7 separate regions of the Mus musculus genome follow, and regions 2, 3, 4, 5, 6 and 7 are each linked to region 1. The links are chromatin contacts, called in public ChIA-PET and HiChIP or PLAC-seq maps. All regions are on one chromosome and are shown on one strand. Each heading gives the region's core, a stretch centred on a gene start, on an enhancer-like site or on the middle of the called end of the contact. The rest is flanking DNA. Distances are from core to core; before and after follow the strand shown.

Region 1 (3,985 bases), core at 845-3,344:
AGAGAGAGGCCTTCTATGAGAGATTAGGCAGTGGCTCTGTAGGTGAAGGCCTTCTCCATGGCTCCCTCCGGCAGATCTTGATGAAAAGAGTCAGTCCATAGTTCTGAATTGTTTATAGCCGTTGTGGAAAGTGAATGCATAAAACCATGCCCCACTTCTCAGGGTGGGCCTGAGATTAAATACCTTTTTTGGGGGAGGCTTGTCTGGGAAGGGAATCTTATTGGCAACGCCCACCCCCCGGCCTCTAGGTACCACATTGGCATGGAGATCTCTTTTCCTCTTGTGTTGGTCTGAAATGTTGTGGATGTCTCATCAAAATCTGGAAGGGCTTGGGGCTTTGCCCTCATGTGACTGATGGCCACAGATCTATGGGAGAGGGCTGTGTCTATGTGACAGGGGCCTGGTGCCCCAAGCAGGCAAAGCTCCTACCATCCCTTCAGGTCTCTGGGGCTTCCAATCCTTTAGCTCAAGGGAGGACCAGGCTACCTCTCACAGTCCACTGCTTATAAAATCACAGTATATTCCTTATAAAATCTTCATGGTAACCTGAGGCTGTTCCTGGACAGCTGTTCTCTCTATTTTATCTTCCTGGGTCCCTTAAGACATTTACATTTTAACCCTAGATCTATTTGTTTAACCAGATAGTAGATTCTTCTAAGCTAAAATTTAAGACATAGGACACCATAAACATGCTTTAGCCCTTGGGGGCTGAGGATTGTGGGTATTGTTGGGTATGTGAGAGTTACTATAAAGATGAGTAAGTCTGGTTCCCCTCCCCGCATTGTTCTCCAGTCTTTGATGGGACCCTTTACTCAGTTTCTGCTTCATGCCATTCAGATCTTTTACACAGTCTACTCATTAAATGACACTTTTAGGTGGTTATGGTCTTGTTGATGTTGAACTACAGATAACGTAGAAGCAAAAAGCAGACAGGCCGTCCACGGCAGAGCTAAGCAAGTTGTTTTGACCGTAACCCACAGCAGATGTTACCGTCAGGACTCTGTGTACTGTGATGTACTCTGATCTAGTCCCTCCCCATCCCATGATGCTTGCTACGGCCTACAGAGTTGAGTTCTCAAGCAAAACTGTGCTCCGTTTCATGTGCTCTGTGGTTTATGAAGCTCAAATAGCCAGGTTTAAGAAGTTTTGGTTTCTCTTAAGAAATATCTGGTGTCACTCATGGAGGCTCACACCTCCTGTAATTCTACCACTTGGGAGACTAAGACGGAAATAGTGCTGAGATTTCAAGGCCAGCCTGGATCTTAAAACACCAAAGCAGTTGTTTTTATTTGTTTTGTTTTGCTTGTTTGTTTGTTTCATTGGTTGGGTTTTTTTTTTTTTCTCCTTATTATGAAGACTCCTTATCTATTCATCAGTTGGGATCTCTTGTCATATTCTCTCTCTCTCTCTCTCTCTCTCTCTCTCTCGGTTTAGTATCTTGAGTTAGGGCCTTACTGAGTATTCACGATCCTCCTGCCTCAGTCTCCTGAGTGCCAGGATTTCAAGTGTATGATACCATGTCTAGCTTGGCCAGAGCTTTTTGTTTTAAAATACAGTGTCGTGGATAGAGGAGACAGTTTTGCTCTATTGGAGTCTTATCTACTGAAACTTTTCTACTCGCAGTGGAGTCCTGGAACTGGAGAGAAATTCCGAGGGCAGGTCAGAAGCCTCCACTCCAGGGTGTCCCAGTTAAACCTTTCCAGGTTTAGACTGGGAATCCTGATAAAGTAAGTCACAAAAACGTTAGCTCTTTTCTCTTTTCAACATGCCCCTCTGCACAGCACTGGCCTCCAGCGTGGTTTACCAGCGATCAGCTTGCTGAAGTTTTGATGTCCCTGCAAAGTGCCCAGGTGGCTTGTTTTACTTTGTTTTGAGTTCCCCTGGCGTTCCTTCCAGGTCGCAGTTGCACGGTTGATTTGTTGACTGTGGTTTGAGGTCAATAAGAAGCTTATTCTAGAGAAAGGTGGAGAGAAAACAAAACAAAACAACCACCCAAGATTCAATTGCCCGCGTCAAACAGCTGAGGAAGCTGAGTGTTGTCAGTGGTCGTGAAAAGGAAGAGTGACGTCACTCATTGGTGAAGCAGAGTCGTGTGCTGCCATCTATTGGTAATTCTGTAAAACTGCAGGGTTTAAGCTTTTAATGCCACTTGTTTTAAAACTATCTTGGGAGTGGGGGAGAACTAAGATTCATTTCACCTGCTCTCTAAAGTTCTCCTTCCCAAGCAGCCTAGATCTAGTTAAAGACACTGTGGCTGGCAATGACCTATCTTTAACCCGGAAGAAGCTCCTCAATACGGGAGACCAAAGGGACGGGGGGAATTCCCACACCGGCTCCTGACTGTCCAAGCCGACACACTTCCCCTTCAGGATGGTTTGAGGGAAGAAGAGCCTGTCTGCACGTCTGAGAGATTTCAAAGAACACTCTGTTCTTATCCTTCAGATCTCTGATTGCTTCATGGGCTTTCTGAGAGCGTGTGCAGAGGGGAGCTTTTACACCAAACAAAACAGCTCCTGGGTGTTTGATGCCTGATGCTTCTACGTTCTCCAGTGTCTGGATGGTTTGTCTTTGAGTGAAAAAGGACATTGCATTCCCACCACTTCCATTATCAAAGAGGCTCAGTTCATTCACAAAAGGAAATTGATGCCTAAATAAAGTTAACAGAATTCTATGTTTAAAGGGTTTACACTGGAAAAAATAATCACTTAGTGGCAAATACAATTTAACTAATTAGGCAACTATGTATACTTGTGAGATTTATTTCAAGGGAAATGAATGGCCATGGTTCTGTGGTTCTGTGTGTTTGTGTGTGTGTGTGTGTGTGTGTGTGTGTGTGTGTGTGTGTTTGTGTGTGTATAGATAGATAGATAGACAGACTCTTCTTGTTGGATGCTCAGATACATAAATGAGCAATGAAATTAAAATCTTTAGCCCTAAAGCCACAACAGTAGGAACTGGTAATAAGTAGTTAGGTGGAAGCATGCAGGGAAGGAAGGTGTGTGGAGGGGCAGGTCACCATTTTTTTGGGGGGGGGGGGTGATCAAGGTGTGCCTTAGGAAAACTGCATCTGAACAGAGACTCCAAGTGTGTGGAAGAGTTAATCTTGTAGGCATGAATAGGAATATACTAGATGTGGGGGTCAGAGGGAGTTTGTGCAAAGGACCCAGGCTGTGTCTGGAATGGTAGTCTGAGACAGTGTTCATGGTAGTACAGAGGGACAGGTTGGGCAACTCCTCTTGAGGAAGCTGTCTTGCCCTTCCTCCTCCAGCAGTAAGACTTACACCCAGGGCTTCATGCACGCACGCTGGGCAAGCAAATCTACTAAGCTATACTATAACTTTGGGTTTTAGTCTTAAGTGCAAGGAGTCACTACTGTCTTAAACCAAGGAACCCTGTAATTTTGCACAGCTCTTACAAGAGTTACTCCAGCTGGCCCTTTTAGATAGAAAATAGGCAAATAGGCAAGGTAGGAGATCCATAGGAGACCTAAATTCAGTCAAGCTAGGGACACTGTTGGCTTGCACTGCATTTATAATGGGGTAGGGGGTTGAGAAATGATGAGATTCTGTACGTCAAAATTTAATGACAGATTCATGAGAGCTATGCAAAAGAGTGGTCCAGGACACAAAAACCCCAGGATTTTTTGTCCTGAGCACTGGCAGAAAACTGGCACCATATGGATCTGGGAGATGGCTAGGCAACCCTTACATGCTAGACACAGAACACAGTGAGTTCTCTTAGTTTTCCTGGAGGATACCTGGTCTGGCTGTCTGATCTCATTTGCATATGCAGCCAGAAGCGACCATTTTCAACCTTTCTGACCATAATTCTCCTCAGCTAACGTTTCTAGAGGAGTGCGGTGGGACATGCTGTAAACCAACACTTAGTAGGCAGAAAGATCCCGGCTTGTGAGGCCAGCCTGGGGGTTGTTTCAGCAGCCCTGTGGATGCTAATGTTCCTGCTATAAAATGGCTTAGTATTTGTA
Region 2 (3,985 bases), core at 454-2,953, 430 kb after region 1:
ATGAGCCACATTTTTAATTCAGTTTTTTACTTAGTAAATGAGCCAAGGCAAATTATGAGTGCACCTTGACTAGAGGATTTAAGGTAGGGCAGGAGAGTGTGCAGGCTCCGTGCAAATATTAGATGCTTCTATACAAGAGACTTGAGTGGACCTTAGTGGATTGCAGGAACCCTAGACGCAATCTTGTACCAAGGAGCTATTTCCAGTATTCAGAACATGTCCTTTTGCAATCACAACTGAGTGCATTTTACTCCTGACTAACTACTCTGATACTGTTTACTAAGGCATGAACATTTATCATGTTGGATTGCCATCCCTCTGAACAATGGCTGTTCATTCATTAGTCAGTTCTGTGTGTGTATCACAGTTTTAATCTTTAAAGCTTTCTTCTAGTGTATATTAGAGCTCTCAGCATTGTGACAGACGCCTGAGAGAAACAACTGATGGGAGAAGAGATGTATTTGGGCTCACGGCTTTGGAAGTTTCACACCATGGTCAGCAGTCACCGTTGCTTTTAGGTGTGTGGTAAAACAGAAACATCAGGACCAATGGACATGCCAAAATCACGTCATGACATCCAGGAAACAGAAAAATAGCAGGATGGGCCAGAGTAAAAATAGACTGTTCACACCCATGCCGTCCAATGTCGCCCCTACGCTCCAGTTCCAGTGTTGTTTACTCAATAGACTAACTCATCAGTGGCTTAAGACGTTAGATCTGAGCCCCAGGCTCTGTTCATCTGTGGGAAAGCCCTCAGCTACTGAGGAGTGCGCTTCACTAGTCTAGGCATCTTTCTACTGATTTTTTGTAATAATTGTTTTTTGTTTTGTTGTGTTTTGTTTTTTTTTTTAATTATCTATGTATACAAGTACATTGTGGCTATCTTTCAGACATACCAGAAAAGGGCATCAGATCCCATTACAGATGATTGTGAGCCACCATGCGGCTGCTGGGAATTGAACTTAGGACCTCTGAAGAGCAGTCAATGCTCTTAACCACTGAACCATCTCTCTAGCCCCTAGCTGTTTTGGGGGGCTTTGTTTGTTTGTTTGTTTGTTTGTTTTCTAAGGTCAACTATAGACTTACAGACTTTTTTTTCTTTGCCAGATTCCACCCCTTCCCCCATTTGAAGTTCTTTGGGGATTTGAATCAGCATTCTATCACTATAATGCTTACTAATAATGACTAATTTTCCATAGTTAAATGCTCTTCAATACAAGTCTTTTATGTCCCTTATTCGCTTTAGACATCCTAAGCACAGGGTATTTCTTACTACGTTTATTTTTAGCATGCTGTTCTATGTTTTGTGTTGACAAATGGAATATTCTCTCATATTGAGGTTTATGAATGGCTTCATGTTTAAACAGAAATACTATCACATCAAGTCATCTAAGCCTTTTCATGGTTTCTGACTGGCTTCCCCAGTGAGTATTTGCGCTTTCACAGGTTAGAGCCTTTGCTGGGTGCTGTCCTCTTACCTCAGGGCAGCTCCCCTGGGGTTCCAGTACAGAGCACAGCCAAGCCATTGCTTCACCCAGCCTTGCCTTGTAACCATACGCCTGTCTACTCAGTCTGCACTTCATCTCTCTCCCTCCTTGCTCCTTTTCACGGTAACTCAGCATAAAAGTGGCAAAACAGCGGCTGCTATCTTGCCTTGAAATTTCCTTCACTGAGCAGAGTCTGTTACTTTAAAACAGCCTGTCTCAAGGTCTCAGGAAACGGGCAAGAGGAAGCCAGATTCTATGCCACATTGTAACCTCATGAGCCAGCCCCCAACAGCCTCCAGTCTCTCCTCCTAGTCTTCCAAACTCCCACCACAGCTGTTGAGCTGTTTACAAGTTTCTAAGGGAGTTTTCAGCCTGGATTCTCAAACTCTTCCATAATCCTCTCACAGACGCTCTAAAGACCATAACAGTCATACCAACACCCTCATAACAACACCACTCTCAGTACCGACTTAGTGACAAGCATGAATTACTTGTGTTGTAGATTAGGCGCTCTGCCAGCCTGACTTTGGGCAACTCAGCCACAGCCACTTAAGTAACTCACCACTGTCAGGGGCTGTGCCTTTCCACCATGCAATAGGAGAACCTTTTAAAGTGTGCTGGCCACCCCAGATCTCTGTGGGCATCTTGCTTATTCATTCTGTCTGTATCTGTTTCTGTCTCCATCTCCCTGTCTGTTTTCTATCTGTCTGTCTGCCTATTTGTCTGTCTGTCTGTCTGTCTGTCTGTCTGTCTCCCTGTCTGTCTCCCTGTCTACCTGTCTGTCTCCCTGTCTGTCTGCCTGTCTGTCTGTCTGCCTGCCTATCTTCCTGTCTGTCTGTCTGCCTATCTTCCTGTCTGTCTGTCTCCCTGTCTGTCTGTCTGTCTGTCTGTCTGTCTGTCTGCCTGTCTGACTGACTGTCTGACTTTCTGTCTGTCTGCCTGTCTCCCTGCCTGTCTCCCTGTCTGTCTGTCTGCCTATCTTCCTGTCTGTCTGTCTGCCTGTCTCCCTGCCTGTCTCCCTGTCTGTCTGTCTGCCTATCTGACTGACTGTCTGACTGTCTGTCTGTCTGTCTGTCTGTCTGTCTGTCTGTCTGACTAGCTGGTTCATGCCCCCACTCTGAGACACCCTTTCAATCTCCTCTGTCTCCCAGCAGATGTCTTGCCTTCAGCCTATTCTGTGGCATGATCTCTGAGTATCACACCTTGGCCCCAAACCACCAGGGTACCTGGACAGAAGCGGATTTGGGAGAGAGTGTTTGCTTGGCCTACAGGTTGAGAGGTTACATCCCCGTCACGGAAAGCTTAGTGGGAAGAGCTGCAAACACTGAGTGATAGTTGGGAAGCAGGAAGGTTAATAGAAGGGTCAGGGGCAATTTAAAACCTCAAGTTCCACCTCCAGTGACCCACTTCCTCCAGCAACCCCCACCTTCCTACATTATACAACTTCCCAAACAAAGTGACACCATCAGGAACTGCAGGGACTTTCAGTATGATGGAGCCAAGGTATGGTTAAGGGGCAGGCTTTTATTGTAGACATGAGGGAGAACACAGCCAGAGGTGTCTCCACAGCAGGGAGGGAGGGAGGGAGGGAGGGACGGAGGGAGGGAGGGAGGGAGGGAGGGAGAGAGAGAGAGAGAGAGAGAGAGAGAGAGAGAGAGAGAGAGAGAGAGAGAGAAAGAGAAAGAGAAAGAGAGAGAAGAGGATTGAACAGCATTATAAGGAGAGATTGGCAGTGTGCAGGGCTGGGAGAAGGTTGGGATTCAGGGTAAACCAGAAGAACTGAGAAGAGCCAGAATGCCAGCATAGACTCTACAACAGGTACTTGTGACAGTGGGAGAGCGTGGAGGCCACCATGTGCCTCCATATGCTAATAGGCAGCACAGTTTGCCTTTTGCCCCTTCTGCCAGAGATAAATGGCCCCTTTGATGGAGGGGAACCAGCTTCAGGAGTTGCTGAGGAAAGCTGACTTTTTCTCTACCTGACAGAACTTGGGGGAGTTTTCTTTAGACCTGACAGGGACCAAATAGTCAAACGCGTGAACCAACAGGGAAGAGTTCACATAGTTGGACTAAAGTAGAGCATTCCCTATCCAATGAAGGTAAGTGACTCGGATAACAAAGGCAGCTGCTAGGGAGGACTGGTGTTTGGGGTGAGCAGACAGGAAGCCACTGTTAAGACAATTTAAAGCAAACATGACAGAGGTGAGGCAGTGAGTGGCTATGTCTCAGGAACAGCATTCAAGACAGTGGAGAGACTGTGCCTGGCATGGTTTTTTTAAAATGTCAAAAAGGCCATGAAGGTGGTGAGCTGTAGATAAAGAAGAGGATATGCCGGAGATTAATTTAGAAGTAATGAAGTCAGCGTATATAAAGTCCAATAAGCCACTGTGGAAACTTTGGCTCTCATTCTGAATGAGGTGGGAAGGCTGGCATATTCTGAGGGTAATATTCTAATCTCTTGTTTGAGAAGAATACTCCAGTTGATGCACAGGTTAGTAG
Region 3 (3,985 bases), core at 823-3,322, 390 kb after region 1:
CAGTGATTAGCTCCTTTATTCATTAGAGGACTGTTCACAAGAAGTCACGTGAGTATGTGACTTATTCCTGGTTTGCAGCCCCTCCCAGGAGATCAGAATTAGCAACAATGGACTCCACAGTTTTGTGTGTGTGCTTTTATTTGGTTACAATTCAGTGGTAGTTTTAGTTATTGTTTTGTTTCCTTTTTTGTTTTGTTTTGTTTTGTTTTGAGGAAGAGTATAAAGTTGATTGGGTGAGGGGAAGGAGTGTATCTGGAACACTTGGGGGAGAGGATAAATATGATCAATATATTTAAATTTAAATTTTGTTTTAAATAATGAATATATAAGGCCAGGCATGGTGATGCACGCCTTTAATCCCAGCACTCGGAAGGCAGAGGCAGGCAGATTTCTGAGTTCGAGGCCAGCCTGGTCTACAGAGTGAGTTCCGGGACAGCCAGGGCTATACAGAGAAACCTTGTCTCGAATAAAAAAATAAATGAAGATATAATAAAATAAATATAATTATATAATAAAATTTAAAAATAAATAGATAAATATGTTAGCCCTAGTGAAAAGAAAAATGCCACCTCAATAAAAGCAACTTAAGAAGAAAGGGTTTATTTTAGCTCTTAATTACAGGTTATAGTCCATCATAGCAGGGAAACCATAGTAGCAGGAGCTTGAAAGAATTAGCCACATTAAATCCACAGTCAAGAGCAGAAGGCAACAAAGTAATGAAGAAGCTCACCTGCTCAGTCCATTCTTTCTCACTCTCACACAGTTCAGGAACACCTAAGGAGGAACTGACACCACCCACTCTGAGTGGATTTTTTCCCATGTCAATTAATGCAATCAGTATAACTCACAGTGAACTATGGTGATACAATATTATGAAAATATTTCTTATGTTCTAAGAGTCTGTAACTTTTGCTGGACCTCTAGCTCGAGTTAATAACACACCTTGAGGTCACTGACGATTTAAGACTACTACCCTACTGCATAGTCAGCCTGTTTATTTAACCTTCTTTTAAGACAGCAGTTTGCAACCCTTTGGGGGATGGCTGATTCTTTCACAGTGGTCACATATCAGATATCCTGCATAGCATATACTTACATATGACTCATAACTAGCAACATTATAACTAGCAACATTACAGCTACGAAGTAGCAACGGAATACTTGTATGGTTTGGGGTCACCACAACATGATGAACTGTGATAAAGGGTCACAGCACCAGGAAGGTGAGAACCACTGTTTTAAGAGGACAACATAGTCATTAACTGTACTTGACTTGGATTTCCCATTTAATCAACTTTTAGAACCTAAGCTAACGCACAGCTGTGATATTCAGTTGAGCTTAACTCAGAGCTCATGACTGATTCATTTAATCCTTGCATGTACAAACACAGCCACTGTCAAACCTGATCTAGATGACCCTTCAGGGAGACTTTCCTCCCAAGTAGTTCTAGAAGGTGTCAGGCAGACATTAAAACTAACAGTCACTACGTCCAATCTACTTTTTGTTGTAAAATATTGCACTGAGAGAAGAGTCTGTTCCTGTAAATTTGATCTAAGGCAATATTTACAGTGTGTGTTTGTGCCAAGGAAACCACAATTTTAGCTCACTAACCCCCTCCCGACAAATTGACGCACACATTTCAAACCACAGAGACGAAAAACATATCCTTTTAAGTAATAAAGAGTAATGATTAGAACTTAACACCTTCTAAGAAGGAAACTCTTTGATGTTGGTATTTAAACTTCTAGACTTGCATTCAAACCCTCCGTAAAGTTTGACAGGGAGAAAACATTAAAATAAAACGTTATTTTCATAACTCAAATTTGATGTAGCCATCGTCACCACCACAATCATTTCGTAAACAGACAACACTGGCTGCAGAGCTCAGATTTACATTTTTCCTTGCAGTCGGACATGGTGCCCATGTCCTACGACACACTTTCTTTCCTTTTCTCAGCTTCAACAATCCACGGCTTGCCTCTTAGACTGCCCATCTTTGTGCAGCAATATGCCTAGAACATATGTCAAAGCCACACACTACACATAGATTTCCTGCCAATTTACCCTTTTCATGATATTTTACCTCCCAAAGATCATCAACAGGAGCCATGTAACTGGATTGTATGACACGTGCTACCAAGCCTGCTCTGGAAACCTGGCTGGGTGCCAGTGCCTTCCTTAGCTCACTCAGACACGATCCTTCAGAACTGCAACAGGATGCTGCAGCAGGAGGATTTTGGAGCAGGCAGCTTCTAGGCTGAATCTATATCCTCAGCTCACCTACAGTCTCTAGCCTACACACTTTTAGTTTTGAACTGAAGTGCCGTTCTTCTCCAGGTTCTCCAGTCTGCTGTTAATTCCTGCAGAGTTCGGCATTGCTAGAGACTATGGTCATGTCAGCTAATTACATAAAGTCTCCTCTCCTCTCCTCTCCTCTCCTCTCCTCTCCTCTCCTCTCCTCCCCTCCCCTCCCCTCCCTTTCTCTGTTCTCCTTTCTGCTCCCCTTCCCCTTTCTCCCGTTCCCCGCTCCCCACACACTGAGCAAGTGCTATAACCTTGAGCTGCACCCCCCACTCTTCTCTCCACATATATTTATACATATATCCCACTGGTTCTGCTTCTCTGGAGGCCCCTGATTTATATAACTATGCTTAATATATGACAAATTTATTTGGCAATTTAATGGACTTAGCTACTATTTATATTTCGCTAAGCCTCAAAAATCCATTCTGAGCAGGTTGGTTAGCCTCCCTTACTGTGTTGTGCACATGAGGTTACAACTTTCATAATTACAGAACAATGATGATAGTTCACTTTTAAGTTGCTACTCTTCCTCAGTTTGTATCTCCAGTAAAATAGTGTTTGAACTGTGGATATAGGGGTATCTATTCCGATGTCAGCAGGTTGGAGGAATCTCATGAGTCATCTACAATTCTGCAATCTACCTTGTGACCATGGGGAAAGTGTGCCTTAAGACAAGGAAAGAGAGACATGGAAAAAGGACATCTATTTCTGTGAACCAGGAAGTCCTTAGTCCTTATATCAAATCCCTGGACCAGAGCTCATCTGATGTCATAAGCTCATGCCAAGGAGTTAGGTGTCTGAACACAGGCTCTCCTCAGTGTGGCTTCTGCCTGGCACTTCAGCACTGCTGTTTTACAGAATTCTTTCTCTGCAGCAAATGTTCCTGATCCCGCAACCTTAGTCTGCCCAAGCTCATTCACCATCTCCTTTCTCTCCAGAAATACAGCACTGCCTGATACAATGGCACTTAGCAGGGTGGCCAGCCCTGTCAAAACAAACAAACAAACAAACAAACGAATGAACAAACAAACAAAAGACAGCAGACTCCCTCCACTTATACCCTTCAACCCCTACCTAACCTTGTACTGACATCTAACAGATAACATGGAAGGTGCATACTAGAATGGAGATAGCACTGGCTTGGACAATGGTAATTTTCCCACCACCTGTAGTTTTCTTACCTGCATCTAAAGCCAGCTTTGTTAGTTCAATATTTTGGGTGCTAAGATACAGGGCTGTGAGGGATTAAAGCTAAAAGGACATTTGGGGAAAGAGTGATGGTAACCTACTGAAGAAAGAAGAAATGATGGAGATTTCCTCATCTGAACCACTAACTGCAACAGCAAAACGGCAACCAACCTGTGCCAGCTCCTCTGCACCCTTCCCCCCTCTTTTCCCCTTCCTTCTTCCCCCTTCCTTCCTTCGTTCCTTCCTTCGTTCCTTCCTTCCTTCTGTCCTTCCTTCCTTCTGTCCTTCCTTCCTTCCTTTCTTCTGTCCTTCCTTCCTCTTTCCTTCCCTCCCTCCTTTCCCTTCTTTCCTTCCTTCCTTCCTTCCTTCCTTCCTTCCTTCCTTCCTTCCTCCCTTACCTCCTTCCTTCCTTCCTTCCTTCCTTCCTTCCTTCCTTCCTCCCTTCCCTCCCTCCCTCCCTCCCTCCCTCCCTCCTTCCTTCCTTCCTTCCTT
Region 4 (3,985 bases), core at 1,070-3,569, 340 kb before region 1:
ACTTGGGTTACTTGATATTTTGCTTAGTGGTTGGCCTGCAGACTCTGTGCATCAAAGGGCAGAAACTTCTCAGTGACAGATGACAAGGTCTCTCTGTGTGTGTGTGTACACATTCATGTTCACCTATATAAGGCTATGTGTAGAGGAGGCTGTGGAGTGTCCTTAAGAGGCGCTAGTCCACACAGACTAGATTCCTCCATATGATATTGTATCTATGGGGATAATATTTTGACCAGTTACTTTCAATTTGAGTAAATTGTTTATTTATTTGCTTGGTCTCACATTCTAGCCCAGGCTTGCCCAGAATTAACTATGAAGCCTATGTTATTGGACTTGAACTGATGACAATCTTCCTGCCTCAACCTCGGAGTATTAGGATTATAGCCATGAGCTGCCATTCCCTGCTGATATTGGCTGAGCAATTGAAACTTTAAGTTAGAGATTCATAAACTAACCTCTTCATCAAAGGGTGGGATTAACTGTTTTAGGAACTAAATTAAACAATCCCTGAAGTTATATTTTGGAGACATCTTGTTATACAGAAAACTTTTTACATCTTATTTTGGATAGCACGTGCGTCAGGTTGTAGGATCAGGAGTGATTTCAAACAAGAAACAAGATCTAAACTATTGAAAAAGATCTTACCAGGAAGTGGTCTCATTCTCTCACGGACCAAGGAATTTTGTGAAGTTCACCTCCAATTGCCTTTTGCGCTTATAAATCAGTTTATGGAGTCTGATAAACAAGGATCAGGCCCAGCTCTAGGTATGTGCCGTTTGATTGTAAGAAATTATCTAGTAATAATTGCCTGGTGTTATGGTTTATGCCGGTCACGTGGTGTCTTGGCTTTAGGCATCAATTAGTTTAGCTTTTGTTATTTTTACCTTGAGAAATAAACTATATCTTATTCCCCTTTGAGCCGACAGAACCAATTAATTACTATAGTCTCTTTCAGAGATTCTGAACAGTCAAAATTACCTTTGACCAGATTGATATTAAGGAGTCCCTCTCCACAAAACTGTGGAAATTGTATCACAAGAATGAGGACATAATATAAACATATATATATATGCGTGTGTGTGTGTGTATTCCAAAATTATTCATTAAGACACCAGTGGAAACTCATTTGATTGGTAAAAATACGACTTTTCCACACAGGACATAGCTAGCTAAAATATTTTCATTACGTTTGAAAGCCTTTAGGTCCTAACGTTTAGGGCATACGCACCGCACTTGTCCTGTGGGCAATGAACCTTGCTCAACGTGTATGTGCCTCTGCGGTTTTCAGGACTGAAATGCTTACTGGTTTCTGCTAAGTGAAGGCTGGGTAGTGATATTCTTTGGACTCTGAGACAGATCTTCTCAGTGTTCTTAGTCTATGCGTCCTAGTAACTACTTCTGTTGCGAGCGTCTTGTGTAAGAAGGAAATACCACTGAGTGCTTTCCATATCTTTAAACTGACATGAGGTGTCAGAAGATTTCGGGGCACGGGGTAAAAAGTGAATGCTCTGGTTGATCTCTCCCTGGCCACCATTGACCTGGCACTGGGAATTTGTTTCTCTCAGCGCCACTCCTGGCTGATGCCCCACCCTCCCTGCTACAAGTGAAGATTCTTAGGGACAGAAGCTAGCTCAGGATTTGGGGAGGATTTCAGTTGCTTGTGCATGCTGACACGTGCTTATATTTGAAAAAACAAAAACTGTGTAAAGTAGATAGAAAGGGTAGATGTGTGGGGAACACACTAACTGGGGCAAAGGGAACTGAAGTTATCAACACCAAAGCTACCCGGATTAAGAGACAGCCTCCGCAACCTAGAGTGAGCCACTGGGACCTGCTGGTCACCCAGCCTGAACCACCAGAGCACAGAACATTTGCGTGTCTATGGCAGCAAGAGCCAAGGTCCAAAGGTAGATCCGGGCAGGAAGTGTAGGATCTGCCTGTGGAAGCCAGGGACAGACGCTCCCAGGTTTGAACCCACAAGTCCTTACATTTTAGGGCCCATCATTTATTTCACAGGCTATTGGGATGTCCTGGGCACGGTGCTTGGAGCTCAAGTGTAGCCTTAGCCATGCTCCTTACACTGTGTTAATTTAGGGCAGAGCACAGGCTGGCGCTGGAGTGTCCACAGGTGTGTGCGCTGGGCTGGCGGCAATCTGGTGGGACTGCAGGCGGCTGGAGGCACAGGCACGCCCACCCTGGCGACGAGCCCGGGGCGAGCCTGAGCTCTGCCGCCCGGGTGACCCAGCAGGTCGGGGCGGTGCGCTCTGAGTCACCGGAATCAAGGTGTGGCTGGAGCGCCGCTCCCCCGCCGCCAGCCCGGGGGCCGCGTCTTCGGGGGAGCCGCCTCTTCCTTTAGTCGCGGTGTCAGCGCTCGCAGGACCACTCTTGGCCGCTGCTCCTGCCCGGCGTTCCTCCGCTCCGCGCCCGCCGCCACCGACGACATGCTGCGCTGCGGCCTGGCCTGCGAGCGCTGCAGGTGGATCCTGCCCCTGCTGCTGCTCAGCGCCATCGCCTTCGACATCATCGCGCTGGCCGGCCGCGGCTGGCTGCAGTCTAGCAACCACATCCAGACATCGTCGCTTTGGTGGAGGTGTTTCGACGAGGGCGGCGGCAGCGGCTCCTACGACGATGGCTGCCAGAGCCTCATGGAGTACGGTGAGTGGCCGCCGCCTCCGGGAAGCCCTTGGGGGCCTGAGCTGTGGTAGCAGCTGGAGCTGATCTTTAAAAGGTCAGGGGTAGTGGGTGTTTCAAAGTCCGCTTAGAGTTCAAACTTCAGAAGCAGCAGTTTTGGGTGACCCGAATCAGGCTCAACCCTGAAAGACTCCAACTCATTTAAAAGTAAAGTTTCTCAGTTACCAGTGCAAACTGATGCCAGTCATTGCAAAGTACGTATAAAAATAAATAATATGCCAGGGTGAATTCATTTCATTTCATCTAACTTAAACTTTTTTTTTTTAATCTTATGAGAAAGTCCTTTCAGGCCAAGTAGGAGCAGTTATGATTTAGATAGATATTTCAGTATCTTAGCTGTGGAGCTGTTTCATGTTCATTCTTGTTCTGGGGAGTGGCCTTCGTTGAAAAGTGAATGTTAAGGAAGTTTATCTGAGTCTGATTTAAAATCGGAGAAGTAAACACTTCACTGAAGTTGAGTTGCCACTTTTAACACATCGCAGGGAAACTCTGTACACATCGCAGGGGAACTCTGTTTGCCTCTGCCAGGGAAAGGCCCCAAGTACTTGATTTACAAGTTAGTAGTAGTCTTTGAAAAAACAAAACCAAGAAAAGCCTTTTCTCCCTCAAGCAAGTGTCCCTCCTGTTTAGGATGGAGACAGTAGTGACCAGCAGTGTGTAGGGAGCAGTGTGCAGGCTTTACGGGTCAGTTTGCCCCCTTTAAAGGAAGCAAGTTACTTTTTTTGTTTTCATTCATTTTCTAGATTAACCATAACTTGATTCTTTTCCTAAAGCACCCAGGACTTCTGCCAGACGCTGTTTGGTTTGGGTTCTGGCCCTTATCAGCTTTTTCTCCCTGGAAGAACTTCCTCAGACAGGGAGGCAGGCAATAAAAGGAGAAGACTACAGATATTCCTGCTTGTTTTAAAAGGCCTTTGCTCTACCTAAAAACAGGCATAAATGCTTGGCTTACAGGACTTTCTATTGCTTCGAATCTTTTAGTTCTTACAGGCATTGTGCTGCCTTGGAATAACCTAGCTGTTTCTTAAAATGAATTCAAACTCAAGTCTTTCAGGGGCTATAAGAGGTATGCTTGTAGGTTTTTAAAATAGACTTTGGTAATTATAGCTCACTCCAAGGCTGATACAGCCCCAAAGAATACTCAGTAGCAGAAGTTAGCTTGCAGAGGCAGGAGCAGCATTCTTGCTGGGACATGATTTGGCCTGTAGGGCCCTCTTGTGAAACACACACAGTGCCATTTCCCTGTTTCTTGCCTTGTAGGGTAAGCTCATCTTTTAGGGTGTGCCTGCTCTAA
Region 5 (3,985 bases), core at 987-3,486, 340 kb after region 1:
CCAGGTTCTATTCCCAGCATCCACAGGGAAGCTTACAATTGTCTATAACCAGAGTTCCCAGGGATCCAGTGCCCTCATTTGGTCTCTATAAATACTACCTGTGTGCAGCACACAGACATACATAGGAACAAAACATACATACACATAAAAATTTAAATATTGCTGTGGTCTCTGAAAAATGCTTATATTTAAGGATATGTATTTTTTCACCTATGCCAACTGCACAACTTAAAAAAAAAAGGTAACAATATAATAGCAGCAACATGTGTAGTGCCTAAATCATGTCTTCAAAAATAATTTCCTGTATAAAGAACTGTTTCCCTACAGCGATAGCTGGTTTCAGACCAAAGGCAAGTCATACAACCATGACCTCTTTTTCCAGAAGTCAAGGAAAATACCTACAGAATACAGAAACCCACTGGAAGCAGGCTCGGTGACCACATGACTTGACAGTGGAACTTGGGGAAGGGATGGGTGCAACAAACTATAATATATTGGGTATATAAAACCCATACGCTGGGGCTGGAGAGATGGCTCAGCGGTTAATAGCACTTCCTGCTTTCCAGGGGACCCACGTTCAATTCCCAGCACCACATCTGGCAGCTCGCAACCGCTGTCACTCCACCTCTCGGAGAGATTTGCTGCTCTCCTTAGACCCCCCTGAGCACCTTAATACATATGGGGTGCATTCCCAGAAATGCACACATATACATAACTAAAAATAAATACATAGCGTCACCTCTATGCTCATAGACCTACTTTGTAAAGTGGAGAAAGAAAACTATTTTATTCTTCACCATTAGAGGAAGCGAGAGTCACAGCTCCTTGTACTGACTGGTATGAAAATGTTCGGTATTAAACCTGTTTTTCTTGAATAGAACCAAGTAGCCCTGCTTGATAAAGGAACGGTCATTCCAAATTATTAGTTATTCTGCAAAGCCAGTTTCCAAGCCTAAGGAATGACAGAGTCAGAAAACAGCCATGCGATAGAAAAGCCAACATTTTTCTCAGTTAGGTAAACAGCCAGACAACAATCAACACCACTGACATCATCAGCTGGAAGTGTGAGAGAGCCGGGATATTAAAAGAAAAGCTTCCATGAATCCAAGAACTGCTATTTTCCACGAATGATTCAGGATGCTACCAGGACCAGCCACCAATTCAAGAACTGGAACAAACAGAACATAAAATCTTTCCAACTTATGTTCAGGGCAGAAGTAGGTGGCTGTTAAACAGTGCTGACACCATGAAGCAGCAATCAAATCCAGGATTTGTTTTTAATCAACTGGAAGGAAAAATAGCAAGAGAGCATGTGGCTGTTGTATGGACATCTGAATTGGAGAAAACCCACCTTTAAGAAGGACATTTATTAAACATTCCAGAAACTTCAAATATGAGCTAGGTACTAAAGGATAGGGGTGAACTGTTGCCACTTATGTGTGATAACAGTAAATGGTTAGAATCCCTTCTCAGAGATGCACTAAACACAAAGTGTGGAAGAGCAGTGTGCATGGAATTTGCTTTTAAATATGCAGGAGAAAAAATAGAAAGAGGAGGAAGGAGGAAGAAGAGGAGGAGGAGGAAGAAGAGGAGGAGGAGGAGGAAATGTAGAGAGTAGGCACCATGCCAATCATCAACACCAGAGTGAAGGCACCAGGTTTATTACACTGAATCTCCGTCTGTGTGTGTCTAAACTAAAAGCATTTTACAAGAACTATAAACTTTTGCGTGAATTTTAAAGGAAACCACAGGACAGCTAACATGGCTCAGTGTGTAGAGGCGCTTGCTGTGAAGTCTGACGATTTAAGTTCAGTCTCTGGAACACATATGGTGGAAGGAGAGAATCAATCAACTCTTGTAGATTTTACACACACACACACACACACACACAGAGACAGAGACAGAGAGACAGAGACCAAGACAGAGTGACACAGACAGAGACAGAGACAGACACAGAAAGAAGAGAGACAGACACAGACACAGAGAAAGACAGAGAGAAGAGAGAGACATGAGCACAGAGAGAGAGAGAGAAAGAGGTAAATGTAGTTAGAAACCAAAACCAAACCAGAAACACTGTCCCAAAGGAAAGTGCCGAGTTAAGAGGACAAAAAAGAAAAAGTCAAAGCCGAGGGCTCCCTGCTTGTTGCCTGTGCCCAGCTTCCTCTGAGTGAGACTTCTAAAGGAGGAAATTATGCCAAGTCAAAGGCATTTAATGCTTAGCCTGGGAAGCCAGTTCTTCCTCAAAGAAACAAAACCACAGTGTGACAGACAGAACACATTGCTCTTGTGTGGTTTGCCAGACATATCTGTAATTTGTGTCTTTTTCTCTCTCAGGATCTCCCAAGACAGCTGAGCCCTGATACAGTACTTCTCTCCTCCTTGCTTCCCTCCAAACTCTCTACACAGCACTTGATATAAAATCTTAAATGTGCCTCTCTCCAGAGGACCTCAGCTCTCCCAGCGCTGACTGACTTTCAACACTCTGTCGGCTCCTAACATTTGCCATTGAGACCTGACTGTGGTGGCTAATCGTCATTGTGGATGTGACTGGATTTGGAATCGCCAGGTGACACATCTGTTAACCAGGCCTGGGAGGATGTCCAACCTGAAGAAAGTGCATGCAACTGCGGGCAACACCATCCTGTGAGCTAGGATGTAAAGATGGCACCAACATTCTTCTCTACTTGCTGACCACAGACACAAGTGGCATGGGAAGATCCTGTTAGTGACTCTCCACACTGATGGACTGTGTTCCCAATAAAGGCTTCCTTCTCTCCACACTGATGGACTGTGTTCCCAATAAAGCCTTCCTTCTCTAAGTGGCTTTTGGGAGCCACTTTGTTACATCTATGAGAAGAGAAACTAACACACGATCATATTCACACACTGTACTACTGCATCCCGCAGACTTGCTGGTTCCCCACAAGGCTTTCAATACCCCAAATCCCCACACTTAACATCTTTATTAAGATTGGGAAGATTTTCTGAAATAATACATTCATTTGCTGGTTTTATGGAGCAGATGATATTATGGTGTGGTGGTTTGAACAGGAATGGCCCCCACAGGCTCATATACTTGAATGCTTAATCATTAGGGTGTGGATTCCAATGGATTAGGAGATGAGGCTTTGTTGGAGCAGATGAGGCCTCCTTGGAGGAACTGTGTCACTGGTGTGGGCTTTGGGATTTCAAACGCTCAAGCCAAGCCCAGTGTCTTTCTCCTGCCTGCTGCCTGCTGATCTGGTTGTAGAACTCTCAGCTCCTCCAGGACCATGTCTACCAATGTGTCACCATGCTTCCTGCAATGCTGATAATATACCAGACTTCTGAAACTGTAAGCAAGTCCCCAGTTAAATGCTTTCTTTCCTTTATAAGAGTTGCCATGGTCACGGCGTCTCTACACAGCAATAGAATACTTGCTAAGACATATGGCAACCCTATCTATCCAGACCTGACTTTCTGTAGTCTCATCCTACCTGTGGTCCAAAAAGAAAATATTAAACAGGAAAATCCAGAGATAATTCATGTCTTAAAGCACATACTATTAAAATTAGGCATGATGAGGGTTCACTCCATCTTGTTCTTGCCAACCCATGTGCCTATGTGTATTGTGTACGTATGGGGGATGAAAGAATGGATGGAATTTTAGACATTCATGGTGGGGAGCATTGGGATTTATTTTTTGTGGATAAAGGTAGACAACTGTTCTTGTCAGTAAGATTTCCAAGCCTCTTTCTTATGTATTATGGAGTGCCATCCAGAGAGGAGCATTCAGATTCAGATTTAAGTCAATAGAAAGCCCCCCCCCTTTTTTTTCCTGCCTGTGACTACACTGGGTGTTTGGGATCCCAGTGTAGCCCAGAGCCTTTCTCAGGGTGAGTTTTGAAGAATTAAAAACTGTATCCTGTGTGGACATACCTCAGTTAACAAGAACAGGTATCCATATGCACAAGCACGAAGGCCCAAAAATATAGAGTTTATGAGC
Region 6 (3,985 bases), core at 416-2,915, 320 kb after region 1:
ACAAGGACTTTGAGGTTTTACACAAAGAACAAAGACAAAGAGGGGGTTGAGGAGCCGATAGAGCAGAGCCTTGGTCTGGCCACTGGGTTGATTGCTATCTCAGGTCTGGTTCTTCGAGGTTCAACTAGCTCAGGGGAAATCGTTAGCATGTTGGCTGCCATGCAACGAAGAACAGTTTCACCTTAGGGTGACCTAGTGCCCAGCTCTCCATTCCTAGAAATGACTCCCAACTCATCAGGAAAGCAGCACCTCAGAGAGGCAAGGCAGAGTCAGACACAAAGTGGAACTCGGTCACTGTCTGGGCTTGCCTTCAATCGTAATTGTTTTTAAAAGTCCTCCAGAGGAGGAAAAGTAAATTTCAAAGATTCACAAGGAAAGAAACCACAGGGGTCACCATGATGGAGCAAAACTGAAACAGTCCTCTGAGTTTTTTTAATTCACTTAGAACTTTTACAGAGTGTCTGCTGAACACCAGTTCAAGTGCTGGTCTAGCTCAGATAGAATCCAGATACTCTATTTTACATTCATTCTCTCTCTCTCTCTCTCTCTCTCTCTCTCTCTCTCTCTCTCGGTGTGTGTGTGTGTGTGTGTGTGTGTGTGTGTGTGTGTGTGTGTAGATCACAGCTACCCAAAGATTTGAAGAATGAGAAGATTTTTTAACACCAGAAACACTTTTAATAAGAATCCCCCGTACTTCCAAAAAGTAGTTCTTTGGATATTCATGGTGCTTTCTATCTCATTCCTTGTCCCTCTCCTCTCTCTTTTAAAGTATGCAATTTATTGGTTTTAAGCAAGGACACTCAGACAGATGACACCCTAAAATATGTTTTTGACTTCAACCTACTAAGTGTTAGAGGAGCTACAAATGCAAGGATCACCTTCCCCAGGAGTTCTCTCTTCTACCCAAATAGCAGATCTGTCAAGGAAGAAGCTATCTTTGGTCCTCTTATTGAAGCCTTATTAACCAAGCAAGATGAAATCTAAACCATATGAGAGAATGAAAATTAAACAGCATCTCCAGGGCCCAGAGACGGGAGCAAACTCTCCCTTCTGTAACTTGCTTTTTGGTCATGGTATTTCATCATGGCAACAACAACAAAAATTATCTAATATAAATCAATGAACTGATCAGATGATAAACAGATGATTGATAGATAGATAGATAGATAGATAGATAGATAGATAGATAGATGATAGATAGATAGATGATAGATAGATATATAGATAGATAGATGATAGATAGATGATAGATAGATAGATAGATAGATAGATAGATAGATAGATAGATAGATAGATAGATAGATCGACAGATAGATAGATAGATAGGAAAGATACCCACAGTCTGGGCCCTGTAGAGAGGCTCATATATTTCTTACTTAAGTACATGACAGAACATCAGTGAAGTTGGAAAGTATCTTATAATGAATTGAAACCTCCGGCAAACTTCAAAAGTTAAAATGAAACCTGTTTTTCTCTTTCCAACTCCCAGGCAACTTGCTCCCTAATGTGGGACTATCTGCTCCTCGCCGGCCTGCTATTGTGTGTCACTTAACAAGCGTCCAGGCTTGTCACCATGCCTCACATTGACATCTGTCAGCACCCTCAGTCCCTTACATCATTCATAACCAACAGACGTCCTTGTGGTTTCACACTGACCCAGCCCAATTCTTAGTAAAACCGCTTCCAGTTGACACTGGTGCTGAATGGTAAGAAGTCAGAACAGAACACAAACAAACCAACATCAAGGTGTAATTGATGCTCTCACTAGCTGATGAGGAGAAAAATCTTGATATAGCATTCTCATTGTAGGATTTCCAAAACTCTGTTGAAAATAGTCATGATTTCTTCCTGGAAAGGAATAGAAAGGCTCTAGATGTCTTGTGGAGTCAGCATGATGTGACACTTACAGGTTCTACTTATTTGGAGACAGTAGAAATCAGAGAGAAGGAGAAAGGGAAAGAGGGAGAGAGGGAGGGAGGGAGAGAGGAGGAAGGAGGGAAGAGGAAGAGGAACAGAGAGAGGAGAGCCCATAAGCTTGCCAAATCTCAGCTTTCCTTCCCCTTTCCTCTGTGCCTGCCCAAACCAGCTTTAGCCTGAATAACATTTGAGACCTGGCTTCTGGGAGCCCTGCCCTAAGCTGTTATGTAATTGCAGGGTGTCCTGGCTGGGAAGCAAGGGTGCTTCAGGCTTTCTGCTAACTCCAAAGTCCCATTTATTTCTGGTCCTGTTCTCCTCTCCAGGAAGAAACACACCAGGTCCTTTAGCTGTTAGAAACTCTGGAATCTCTCTGTGGATCTCTTCTCCCTTTGATGCTGAGCAGTTTGATCCTTCTCCTGACCTCTGAACTCCAACCCTTGGAAGAACTTGTCCCCCTTTCTAATCACCTTCTTCTGTACATCTTCAACATTTTCCTTCCAAACCATACATCCCTGTGAGGAGTGGGTGTGGCAGCAGTCTCAAGATGGCACCCGGGACTGCAGCCAAGTCTTATGACTTGCACCTGACTTCCTCATACACCTGAAAATAAGCCACGACCATCGCGAGAACTGCGCAGGTGCACCATGATGCAAGATCGGACCATATGACGAGTGATGATTCTGGTCAATGAACTGTTGTTACGTGGACTGGGCTGATGGGGTGTGGTTGAGAGGATATATAAGGGATTGCGATTGGGGGTGGGTTGTTGTTTTTTCCTGGAGAGATTGATTTCTGGAGAGAGATTCATGCATGATGTTGAAAGGTTCCTGAATAAACTGCTTTGAGAAGTACGTAGTGTCGCTCTTTTCTGCTGGTTGGAATAGGAGGCGACACATCCCATATAATTAAAGGCCTTAGAGTGTGGGAGTCTCTTTTCACATTTAAAGAAACACTGTTTATTTGAGACAGGGTCTGCTGTAGCTATGGCTGGCCACAAACGTACTACAGGGACAAAGACGACCTTGGACTTCTGATCCCCCTGCCCTCACCTCCTAGATTCTGAAGGTAAATCCAGGATTGCAGGCACGCATGCTCTGTCGAGCCCGTTTTATATACTGCTGAGGATCAACCCAAGGCTTTGTGGGTGCCCCATGCCAAGAACCCCCTTCTAGTGATCCAACTGTGGCAAATAGTGCTTAGCAAAGTGTGCTTATCCTTTCTTGTTACCAGTTCTGCTTCAAAGCATCACAAACTCTTATTTGTCCACCAGTGTAGCAACAGAAGAGCCGATGCTGAGAACAGGAGGCACTGAGGGGCAGCGAGGGGGCAGGGTCTCCTTGGGGAGCTTGTAGAAGGCCATGCATGCTATCAGGAAAGCATTGCTTTGCTTCCAGTGAGATGTAAAAGCACTGAGTGCTTTGTAGCAGATACATGACCAATCTGTTCTAGGTTTACCAGCGGCTGAGCTCTGATTTGCAGTTGACTCAGGCCAGGACAACAGCACAGCTCAAAGGAGATGCCAATAGACAGGGCAAATTGGCTAAATGGGATGGTGGGAGCCACCACACCTTAGAAACGGTGCAGTTCCTGGGTGGCTTCTAAGTCACCCTCTGGCCCTCCTGTTAACTCCTGACCTTTGTCCACTTTATCACATGATCATCCTGACTTCCATATTTGTAACAGCACACACCTCTCCTCTCAACTCCTGACCTGAACAAATCTCAGACCAGCAATGGCACTCTCTAAGTTCCTTGTCCAATGGCCAAACTTCCTACTTGGCCCAGAAGTTTCCACTGAGGAAGTCCTCACTCTTCTCTTCATTTGGTTCACTTCCTCCCCCACCTCATCCCCATCCAGCAGCCATGTCTCACATCAATCAATGGACCAAGCATCCCTAACTGCCTCCCTGTCTCACCCTCTTTCCCCTTTGACCTCAGCATTCCTCAATGTGGCCAAGTCAACCAGTCTTCCTCTCGCTCCTTCCCTGCCAAGTGCTTCAAGCCCTTTGGGACCAGTTTGAAGCTGTTGCATGGTAACAGTGCAGCCTCTGGCCTCACTCGCCTGTGCC
Region 7 (3,985 bases), core at 564-3,063, 310 kb before region 1:
TTCCCCTCACTCACCCGTCATCCCTGCCTAGGCTGCAACACATCTCCTGACACTCCCAACTGTAGCAAACCTGTTCCCCACTAAGGACAACTACGTAAGTGGTGGACCATCTTCCCAATGGACAAGGCTGCTCAGCTCTGCCAGAGTGACTGTGTTGATTTAGCAGTGAGGATCCGCTGGCACCCGGAACCTGACAGTATTGCCTCTGCCAGGTTTTCTGTGAGGTCTGCATTTGCTTCTGCTACCTGAGCACATACCAAGCGTTCTCTGACTCCAGCTGGCTTGCACCACAAGGGAAGGCTTGTGGGTGGAGGGTAAGAAATGAGAAGGTCTGTTGTTCACTCAGTTGTCTTGACTCATCTTAAGCCATACTTGTAGCAGAAGGCCTATAGCAAACAGAGTTTTCCCAGACAGATACTGGTTACTACAATTAGGCAGAGTCAGATATGAACAGTAGGACCTCTTTTTATTTGTTTTCCCCTGTCCCCCATCATCTAACACTGCCTAGGGTGTGCCCTGGGTTGTTTGATGTTCCTTAAAAGCCCTAACAGCCCATTCTGATGCTCCTAAAAACCAACTGTACATTGGGAGCTAAGTCTGTAGACAGGGCTTATCAGTGGGAGCTGCTGGCTCTGTGATAATTGGAGGGTGTGAAGTGCTGGCGTCTACTCATTCTCCCAGGGTCTTGTTCACTTACCCTTACATAAGTGACTGCTTTGGTGTGTATTTTAGGAATGGTCGGTGCTCTTCTAAGGTAAATATCAATTGACTGAATTATTTTAGAGTCAGAACCAACACTAGTTTATGATGGACATCTATCTCAAGAGTTCAAATATACTAGAGCTTTGACCTCCTGACTTTACAATTTTCCCCTTGAGAGACGCAGCATGCCAAGTTTGAGAGTCACAGTCCATTTATTTAAAAACACCATAGCTTCAACTTCACGGGCAAAATAAATAAATAAATAAATAAATAAATAAAATTAGTAAGTTACCCAGAAAAGACAAGAATGAAAAGACAAGGAGACAAGACAAGAGAGTTTAACTCTCTCTCTCTCTCTCTCTCTCTCTCTCTCTCTCTCTCTCTCTCTCTCTCTGTGTGTGTGTGTGTGTGTGTGTGTGTATGTGTGTGCGCCAATGCTTTCAAAAAAAGGCAGCCTAGTGCACAGCTCATACAGATCGCGTGATGTGGCTGTACTTGTCTATGCCCTGGAAGGGCAGTTTCGTGTGAAACATGTTTTCTCTTGCACATTGCTCTGAGCTGCCTCTGAAAACACACAGATGGAATAGGAGCCACCCTACTGCTATGGTTTGCTGAAGATCTCTCGGCCCAGTCTAGAGTAAATGGAAAGATCTCTATACTGTGAATGGCTGCTGTTCTTCACTTAGCTGGGTATGACGGGAAGTCCCGTGATTCCTTTGTTTACCAAGTTCTGCTTATAACTGTTCTCTGCAAATTGTTCAGCTTCTACTTTGTATTCACAAACTTTGATAAACTGCACAGAGAATCAAGAGAACTCTCTTACCCTCTATTTCTTCTCAAATCTGTGTTCTCTGGTTCTCCAGCCCAGAAGGCTCAGGACTGGGGTTGGGTGCAGTTGTTTGGATATTTCCCTTTTGCTCTGTTTCTCTTGGCTTTGCTTTCTCAAGAGAGTATTCCTTCTCCTGGGAACTTACTGTTCTCACAGAGAACAGCAGTGTTCCTGTGTGAACCTGCCTAATCTTGTTTCACAGTATCTGTTTGCCTCAGTCTGGAGTGTAAACCTAGTGTTCCCTAAGCAAGACTAACATTCGAAAGCCTCACATGGTGGCTCCCACCTATTAGTCAGTGTTTACTCAGGAGGCTGAGTGCCATGAATTCCAGGCCATCTTGAGCTATATAGAGTGACACACTGTCTCCACACAAATGAGAGAAAGAACACAAAAGTACTGGAGCTTCCAATGGTATCAGACAAAGAAAAGGGAGCCACTAACTTCAGAGTGGAGTGAGCTGTGGAGCTAAGAAAGTGCTCCTGTGCTGTGTGGTGGGAGGGGGAGGAGGCCTTAGAAGACAGAGCTACTGCCTAAGTATGACAAAGAGATCACAGCAGCAATGCTTCTGGGGACCTTCTCCCTGAAGCCAGATCAGCTGTGCTCAGCTGGCAAATGGCACATGGTCATTGCCTATACCTTTTTGCAGCTTAGCTCCGCTGCCTCCGCTGCCCCCGCTCCGCTCCACCCCTCCCCCCCCCCCCCCCCCCCAGATTTCCTCCGCAAGCCTCATTACCTAATTACCCCACCTGGCCTGAGCCTTGTTAGTCAAACTTCTCATTTTGCACTTTACTGTTTTTTTTTTTTCTCTTGTGTTTTTATTTCTGAATTAGTTTCCTACAGAGAGAGCCTTCATTTAAAGGTAATATGTGGGCAATGAAGAGTTGGCTTAGTAATTAAAAGCATACACTGTTCTTACAGAAGACCTGAGTTCAACTCCCAATACTTATACTGGGCAGCTTATGACTGCCTAACTTCAGCTCCCATGGGATCTGAAGCTTCAGGTACCTGTACTTACACACACACACACACACACACACACACACACACACACACGTAACTTTTATATAAAAGAAAAGTAATATGTAGAATCTGACATGTGACATATAATTTGAGTGAGTGAACTATTCAGTGAGAACATTTGTCTAAAAATTAATGACTGACACCAATCTCTGGCCTCCACACACAAAATCACTCATGTTAGCACACACATGCACACATACATTCACTTACACATGCCCACATACACATGCATGTACCACACACACACACTTTCTACACTTCTATTTCTTCTTTCAGCCTGATATGCATTAAGACTCCATCCTGAAACTCAAGAAGGAGTGTGACAGGCTTCGATCAGAGTGGGCTTTAAGTTGAAAGAAAAAGGGGGTACAATTATTTCTTTTTGAGATTAAAGAGTTTAGCAAAGAGCAATGGAAAACATCTAAGAACATTTCAAGAACCAGGATCGAGCACCTTTGTGTCTGGCTGACCAAGTGGCACAGAGTGATGAACTCACTCACTCTCCACCTTATTTTTTTTTGAAACAGGTTTTGTCCCTGTACCAGGCGCTCATTGATTTGCCTAGACTGGCTGGCCAGTGAGATACAGGGAGAGAGCTACCTGTCTGCCTTCCCTAGAGCCAGGTTTATGGACAGCTGCCATCATGCCTAGCATTTTACATAGGTGCTTGGAATCTGACACCGGGTCCTCATGTCTGTGTGGCAGTACCTTAACTGACTGAGACTTTCCCCGGATCCTTTGGTCTGTTTTGAAAATCTCATCTGTTTGAAAACCAATGATGCCAAGGCAACGGCCAAGCAGCCTTTGCAAAGCAAACGGGCCTCCTCCTTTGCCAAATCTTCAGAACCCATTAGTGATTTGTTAAGAAAGAGAGAAATAAAACAGTATTGACAGTGACAACTATGATGATAACAAAACTATGGTCACAGGAGCAGTGTGGAGATCAAGTAGCAGTTGAGACCATGTGGTCCATGAGAAATAAACTACAAAGAGCAGAAGTGTCTGTCGCTCGTTTCAGATGAAACAAGGAGTGGCCTCTTAGGAGTGGGACCTGAGGTGTCAAGCTTCAGGTGTGGCCTGATGAATAGGATTGGCTCACGCACCACAGTGCTGGGAAGAACACACTACACATTACAGGCTTTACCTGTCAGACCATTCAGGGAACCTTGGGCAACAACCGAGAACCCAGGCGTAACCATCAGCACCAAGCATACCGTGAGAAAGTCTGCAATGGAGTCCAGCAGATCCAGCAGGGAGAACAGAACACTGTACTACTGGACACAGGGAAGGAGACTCAGAGAAGAGTCAGTTGCTTTAGTGAGAAAGAATCCTTAGACTCTGAGAATGGACAGGATTCTTATAATGAATTTTCTTTGCTTCACCCTACCTTGCCTGGAGGGCTTGGGCTTATGGGAACAGAATGTGGGAAACTG

Evidence for each region. ChIA-PET counts read pairs in DNA pulled down with a chosen protein or histone mark. HiChIP or PLAC-seq counts read pairs in DNA pulled down with a chosen protein or histone mark.
Region 2: a contact with region 1 is called in an RNA polymerase II ChIA-PET map of effector CD8 T cells, with 64 read pairs. The contact joins two enhancer-like sites. A contact is called at or near these places in 1 of 39 promoter capture datasets (hippocampal neurons), 3 of 115 datasets of contacts at active chromatin or transcription factors (double positive thymocytes, effector CD8 T cells and regulatory T cell precursor) and 1 of 9 other capture datasets (liver).
Region 3: an H3K27ac HiChIP or PLAC-seq map of thymic regulatory T cells shows a contact between it and region 1, with 4 times the contacts expected there. The contact joins two enhancer-like sites. A contact is called at or near these places in 6 of 484 Hi-C or Micro-C datasets (CD4 T cells, CD8 T cells, centrocytes and 2 more), 7 of 115 datasets of contacts at active chromatin or transcription factors (CD8 T cells, double positive thymocytes, memory CD8 T cells and 3 more) and 1 of 9 other capture datasets (pancreatic islet).
Region 4: a contact with region 1 is called in an RNA polymerase II ChIA-PET map of effector CD8 T cells, with 21 read pairs. The contact joins the promoter of Perp here to the enhancer-like site in region 1. A contact is called at or near these places in 7 of 39 promoter capture datasets (the 3T3-L1 cell line, 3T3-L1-derived adipocytes, embryonic stem cells and 3 more), 1 of 15 datasets of contacts at CTCF or cohesin (pro-B cells), 44 of 484 Hi-C or Micro-C datasets (the AML12 cell line, B cells, the G1E-ER4 cell line and 30 more), 8 of 115 datasets of contacts at active chromatin or transcription factors (CD8 T cells, effector CD8 T cells, embryonic stem cells and 5 more) and 2 of 9 other capture datasets (embryonic stem cells and liver).
Region 5: a contact with region 1 is called in an RNA polymerase II ChIA-PET map of memory CD8 T cells, with 221 read pairs. The contact joins two enhancer-like sites. A contact is called at or near these places in 11 of 484 Hi-C or Micro-C datasets (CD4 T cells, the HPC-7 cell line, Th2 cells and 7 more) and 8 of 115 datasets of contacts at active chromatin or transcription factors (T-cell acute lymphoblastic leukemia, bone marrow-derived dendritic cells, bone marrow-derived macrophages and 5 more).
Region 6: a contact with region 1 is called in an H3K27ac HiChIP or PLAC-seq map of regulatory T cells, with 3 times the contacts expected there. The contact joins two enhancer-like sites. A contact is called at or near these places in 16 of 484 Hi-C or Micro-C datasets (CD4 T cells, CD8 T cells, the HPC-7 cell line and 9 more) and 15 of 115 datasets of contacts at active chromatin or transcription factors (CD8 T cells, T-cell acute lymphoblastic leukemia, Th17 cells and 11 more).
Region 7: a FOXA1 HiChIP or PLAC-seq map of pancreatic cancer cells shows a contact between it and region 1. The contact joins two enhancer-like sites. A contact is called at or near these places in 2 of 115 datasets of contacts at active chromatin or transcription factors (embryonic stem cells and pancreatic cancer cells).

Annotation. Positions count from the first base shown.
Region 1 is chr10:19,184,062-19,188,046 of GRCm38.p6, forward strand. The region is part of intron 2 of Gm20139 (predicted gene, 20139); the gene reads left to right. Among named protein-coding and RNA genes, the nearest start is that of Gm20139, 44 kb to the left of the region's middle. Within about 2 kb of position 2,095, at least 168 of the 459 cell types and tissues checked have an H3K27ac peak or open chromatin away from gene starts, as enhancers often do. A contact at or near this core is called in the AML12 cell line, B cells, CD8 T cells and 29 more, where this site is marked.
Region 2 is chr10:19,611,653-19,615,637 of GRCm38.p6, forward strand. No RefSeq gene overlaps it. Among named protein-coding and RNA genes, the nearest start is that of Il22ra2, 8.4 kb to the right of the region's middle. Within about 2 kb of position 1,704, at least 127 of the 459 cell types and tissues checked have an H3K27ac peak or open chromatin away from gene starts, as enhancers often do. A contact at or near this core is called in double positive thymocytes and effector CD8 T cells, where this site is marked.
Region 3 is chr10:19,576,594-19,580,578 of GRCm38.p6, forward strand. No RefSeq gene overlaps it. Among named protein-coding and RNA genes, the nearest start is that of Ifngr1, 13 kb to the right of the region's middle. Within about 2 kb of position 2,073, at least 47 of the 459 cell types and tissues checked have an H3K27ac peak or open chromatin away from gene starts, as enhancers often do. A contact at or near this core is called in CD8 T cells, double positive thymocytes, memory CD8 T cells and 3 more, where this site is marked.
Region 4 is chr10:18,842,752-18,846,736 of GRCm38.p6, forward strand. Perp (PERP, TP53 apoptosis effector) reads left to right here and starts at 2,320. Exons shown (of 3, transcript NM_022032.4): 1 at 2,320-2,655. The coding sequence starts at 2,442.
Region 5 is chr10:19,520,170-19,524,154 of GRCm38.p6, forward strand. No RefSeq gene overlaps it. Among named protein-coding and RNA genes, the nearest start is that of Gm33104, 35 kb to the left of the region's middle. Within about 2 kb of position 2,237, at least 79 of the 459 cell types and tissues checked have an H3K27ac peak or open chromatin away from gene starts, as enhancers often do. A contact at or near this core is called in the HPC-7 cell line, T-cell acute lymphoblastic leukemia, Th2 cells and 4 more, where this site is marked.
Region 6 is chr10:19,504,551-19,508,535 of GRCm38.p6, forward strand. Gm33104 (predicted gene, 33104) reads left to right here. Exons shown (of 4, transcript NR_152784.1): 3 at 1,490-1,706; 4 at 2,241-2,768. Among named protein-coding and RNA genes, the nearest start is that of Gm33104, 20 kb to the left of the region's middle. Within about 2 kb of position 1,666, at least 81 of the 459 cell types and tissues checked have an H3K27ac peak or open chromatin away from gene starts, as enhancers often do. A contact at or near this core is called in CD8 T cells, the HPC-7 cell line, Th1 cells and 9 more, where this site is marked.
Region 7 is chr10:18,874,653-18,878,637 of GRCm38.p6, forward strand. No RefSeq gene overlaps it. Among named protein-coding and RNA genes, the nearest start is that of Perp, 32 kb to the left of the region's middle. Within about 2 kb of position 1,814, at least 70 of the 459 cell types and tissues checked have an H3K27ac peak or open chromatin away from gene starts, as enhancers often do. A contact at or near this core is called in pancreatic cancer cells, where this site is marked.